Linked DNA regions of Danio rerio: region 2 is linked to region 1. Evidence: chromatin contacts called from public Micro-C data. All regions are on one chromosome and are shown on one strand. Each heading gives the region's core, a stretch centred on a gene start, on an enhancer-like site or on the middle of the called end of the contact. The rest is flanking DNA. Distances are from core to core; before and after follow the strand shown.

What was found. Hi-C and Micro-C count contacts between places; a contact is called where the count stands out from the background.
Region 2: a contact with region 1 is called in a Micro-C map of caudal fin, with 4 times the contacts expected there. The contact joins the promoter of tmem178a here to the enhancer-like site in region 1. A contact is called at or near these places in 2 of 18 Hi-C or Micro-C datasets (caudal fin and an unstated tissue).

The regions. Positions count from the first base shown.
Region 1 is chr11:32,627,793-32,630,364 of GRCz12tu, reverse strand. It overlaps map4k3a (mitogen-activated protein kinase kinase kinase kinase 3a), which reads left to right. Exons shown (of 33, transcript XM_073916889.1): 20 at 1,625-1,722. Among named protein-coding and RNA genes, the nearest start is that of pecr, 28 kb to the right of the region's middle. Within about 2 kb of position 1,279, at least 2 of the 62 cell types and tissues checked have an H3K27ac peak or open chromatin away from gene starts, as enhancers often do. A contact at or near this core is called in caudal fin, where this site is marked.
Region 2 is chr11:32,749,002-32,751,573 of GRCz12tu, reverse strand. It overlaps tmem178a (transmembrane protein 178a), which reads right to left and starts at 1,271. Exons shown (of 4, transcript NM_001076640.1): 1 at 552-1,271. The coding sequence starts at 963.

The DNA.
Region 1 (2,572 bases), core at 30-2,529:
ATCTAAATTATGGAGAAAAAGAAGTTCTGCAATACATTGTATAGAGTATATGGCTGTAGGTAGTATTAAAAAATTGTAAATAAAAAAATTAATATTTATTTATTTATTTATTATCTGGCTGAGCTGAAGCTTGATCTCTTTCAGGACTTATTTTTTTATTAGAAGTGTTCTGCAATTAACAATGCACTTTATAACATACACCTGCATTTAACTTTATAAAAAACACAGCAAAATAATATTTTAGGATAGTGTTATCTGAGAACTTCCTGGCTTTACATGATGTATTTACAGATTAGTGAAAGTTTAAAGTAAGATGTTTGCTACTTGTGTATTTGTCTTAAGTAAAATCACTGTCCATTGAGACTATCCCTTTTCTTTTTCTTCAATGCATTCAAAAAAGTCTAATCTAAACAGTAACTCACATTACATTTTCAAAAAAGTGACTCAAATATTATTACTTATTTTTTACCTGGAAAAGTAATATACTGTAATTACGTGACTCAAGTTACTTGTAATGCGTTACCACAACACTCTATTATATATTATAACATTATTTATTTTGGATAAATTGCACTTTGCCATCAAGCCAAATACACCGTTGTCAGTGTTTTATCACAGAACATTTATTTGAGATTTTAGAAAATGAAACACATCGATACTAGTTCCAGCAAATCAAGCAATTCATAGCTTGTCAAATACACACTGAAGTCTGTGGAGACCTAACTTAACCTGCTGGCATGCTTTATTTACATTTACACATGGAGTATGTAAGCCAATTTTATTTATATTACACATTTTATACACAATGGTAATTCAAAGTGCTTTAAATAAAATAATTAAAAGCGGAGTATAAAAAAGAATTAAAGTGCATTAAAAGGGATAAATAGAGAAAGATACATGAATATTTCAATCTGTCGGACATACAGCACTTTGCTTAGTAAAAGTCCTCGTTGTGTAGATCAGTTCAAACTGGAAATGTATTATTGGCCACATCTAAAAACAACGAACGAGTAACGAATCAGATTGGAGCTCTAAGCAATGCATTGTGAGTGCCAATGCTGCACAGCAATTAAAAAAAATGTCAATCTCCTCTAAATTTAATGACATTTCTTTGATTTCGTTAAATCCTTCGATCACAAGATACTGGAGGGTCTGCCCTGTAATAACGCTTAAACCCCTGCCCTAAACCCATTTCCAGACCATCCTAGTGTTCGTGCCTCTAGTTAGTCGCTAGTGAGATCACATGCCATTCTTTTCTCTCGCCCTCTTGAAGAGAAGCGGTGTTGGCATGTGAAATGTCATACGCCCTCTTGAAGACATCATAAAACACCCACTCCACCCCTGTCATCTTTCCCTTGTCAGATCTTTGTTCTGCTGTCAGTCATTGTCACAGTCGTGTTTTTTGATTCACACGCTTGACTAGCTTCTATTGTGTCTTAGTGTGCAAATCACAACAGTAGCTTAGGAAACAATGCTGATAATGCTGACCTTCTAATGTAATTGCAGGCATAAAGCACACTTCCTTAGGTGTGTGTCCCCCCTGTATACCTGTTTAAAATATCTTTTAAGCTTTCTTAACAAAACCTTGTGACTGAACTGTGCATATATGCTTTCTTATTTGCAGGTAATGGAATAAGCCCATCTGAACACTCTGCGTCAACAGAGAGACAGTCCACGATGCCCCCTGCTGTTCCTGTACCAAAGGACAAGAAAGATTTTCCAGTATTGCTTCATTTTAGTCAATACAATTAGTGAACTGCAATGCTATTTTCTTGTAATTGTGTGTGTGTGTGTGTGTGTGTGTGTGTGTGTGTGTGTGTGTGTGTGTGTGTGTGTGTGTGTGTGTGTGTGTGTGTGTGTGTGTGTGTGTGTGTGTGTGTGTGTGTTTAAATATTTGTATTTAATTAGTTATTTAATTTCACAGTTATACTTAATATTGTTTATTATAATAAGTATTAGGCAGATAAAGTAAATCCGAAATATGCATTATACTGCTGTTAAGTACTAATATTAAAATATTAGTAACAAAATTAATTTTATTTAATAAAGAGTGAAATATTATTATATGCATATTTGCACATTTTATATAATTATCTTATTTTTTTAGTTTTGTATTATTTATTTATTATTTATTTACTTATTATTGTGTATCATGTTGATTACAAGGTATATAAAGTAAATATTAAATATGTGTTACATATTTCAATTTCTATTAATATTGCATATAATTCTATGTAGTAATAATAGTAAAATTGTACAAAATAAATTTTATTTAATAAAAAGTGAAACATTTAATTGTATGCATATTTGAAAATGCATTTTATATAAGTAAATTATATGATTTTTCATTTTACAAAAATATTTTAAGTAGTAATTTAATTTCAGTTATTTTTGTGTTTTATATTATTTATAAGGTATATAAAGTAAATTTTAAATATATGTAACATTATTATTGCCGTTGACATCGTATATAATTCTATATATTAATAATAGTAAAAAAGTAGTAAAAATGTAATTTTATTTAATAAAAAGTGAAATATTATATTTGTTTAATTATATTCATATTTGCACT
Region 2 (2,572 bases), core at 22-2,521, 120 kb before region 1:
GTGTAATAGTCATTCTTTAAATTGCTTTAACAGTCATTATTTAAAACAGTAAAAATATGTTCAGCCATTTGGTAGAGCGGCATGTCCACATTATTGTTATAGATTATCAGTAGCAGGGTATCATTATGCTGACCCCCACTCTCTCTCTCCAAGGCCCCTGTTACTCAGATCCACCCCCTGCCCAACACCCTTAGGTTAAAACCTGTCTGTCTTATTTATTGATTGGTTAATAGCTACTGTAGGTGTGTTGATTCATCAAAAACAACTATTACATAGCCAGCTCATTACAATCATTCGTTTGGAACTAATGGAACTACTCTGGTTGCGCTGAATGCTGTTAGAGTCGACTCATGAGAATTATTTGTTTGACATTCGGACGTGCGTTAGATTTAGCGCAGGGAACTCTTTTGTGTTAGGGTAGTAGAAAAAAGAAAAGTCTCGAACTTCGTTTAGTTCTGTTGGCTGGCACTAAACCGCTTCACACCCAACTAAGCACACATTTTTTCCTCTGTATATTTTGCATCGAAATGAACTTTCCACCTAAGCCTTACCCTTCAAAATGAGTTTGTCAATATCCCTGTCCATTCCCTGGAAGTAGCATTTCCTCCATAGTCCCGAATAGGTGGAGAAAAGCGGGCGCCCGCACTCCGTCTCCAAAATGCCCATGCCCAAAATCGCCCTCCAGTTCTCCAACAGTTCCTCCTCTCGACTCCCAACGTGAATGGGCTTCATGAGCGCCAGGTTGCGCTTCGCGTTCCCGCTGTCCACCAGAGGCAGGTGATAGATGGGCATCTCCCTGTTCTTCTGGTCGTTGGACTCGGACCCGTACTGGTCGCAGTTCTCCTTGTGTCTCCTGGTGTCGGTCTCGTACCAGTGATCGGTGAAGATCGCAGTGACCAGCAGCATGAGCGCGAGCAGGCTCATGGACAAGCTGATCGCCGTTACAAGAGCCCGTTTCTCCATGTCTCCAACATCCGCGCAACTCACTCAGTCATCTCTCACGCGAAGCGGACTTTCCTCGCCGTTTCCTGGGACAATGCACCGCTTTGGGCAGCGATCTGTCATTACAGGTGGATGAGCGGAGTGTGTCTGCGCGTGCGGTGCCGTGGGCATCTATATGGGGATGCGCGATGGCCGTGCGTGCGTGTTTACCTGCACTGCCTTCGGCGTCTGTGCATCTTCTTTTAGCCGCAGTGTAGCCGCTTGTCCGTCTTTAACTCCTTCCCGAGGAGGTTTTGCATCCACGCAGAACAAAATTTCTCCGTACAACTGAACGCGCGTGTGGGAATGTCAAGGTTGTCGCGCGCCTACTGTGCCAACAATAGCTAAGGGTGTGTCAAGGAGACAGGCGAGCGCGCGACTGAACTGTTATGATGGTGATGATGATGATGATGGTGGTGGTGACTACAGTTTGGCTAGCCAAGCATAAATGCAGCAGAAGACCGTTATGCAAAGAGGGGGAAACAATTTATGTACTTAGACTTTGAAATATACTAAATAAAGGTTTAGCAGTATATTATCGTGCACTAAGGTAATTATTGGGCAGTGTCTGATTTAATAAATATCTATTAATATCTAACTTAGATTCATGTATTTTCTAAAATTTAAAGTTTGATTATTTTTATATGTTGAATTCACGTCAATGTTCACACATGAATTATTAAATTTTATTTCACAGATATGATGTTTGGGTATTTTTTTCTTCTCACAGATATGGTATTTGGGTAATTAAAAAAAAATTGTAAGAAAATAGCAAGGTCAAAATATGATTTATATAGGCTCTATACATTTTATTAAATGAAATGTACAAAAAATTTAACAACTATTTCGAGACTAATCAACAATTGAGTACAAATAACTTCGATATAAACAAAACTGTTATTTCATATTTGCATATGAACATGTTTTAAAGGGCACCTATTTTACCCCTTTTTCAAAGTCTTTTGTGTCTTCAGAATGTCTCTGTAAAGTTTCAGCTCAAAGTACTCATCAAATTATTCATTATACCTTTAAGAATATTGGAGTTTTCTGCTCTGAACACAATGTTGCTGTTTTTGTTGCCTGTGCCTTTAATGCTGGTTCTCCCCGCCCAACCTTCCCACGTGACTGTCAGAGTGTGCCTCAGTCTCCGGCTGTGTCAGATAACCAGATAACCAGTTATTAATTATTTGATGTATCTGTTGTGGAGTTTATTCAAGCCTTTCTGCAATGATGAGTCAGACACAATGTCATTACAATGTTCATGCACAAACACACACACACACACACACACCGAACACACAGCGCACGTTTAACTTTGCATGGGAGGGAGTTGGATCCTATTTTAATGTAAGAAATTTTTTAAAAAGAGACTTATTGTCCATCTATCTATCTATCTATCTATCTATCTATCTATCTATCTATCTATCTATCTATCTATCTATCTATCTATCTATCTATCTATCTATCTATCTATCTATCTATCTATCTATCTATCTATCTATCTATCTATCTATCTATCTATCTATCTATCTATCTATCTATCTATATCTGTCTGTCTATCACAAACAGACATACAAAAATAGAGGAGCAG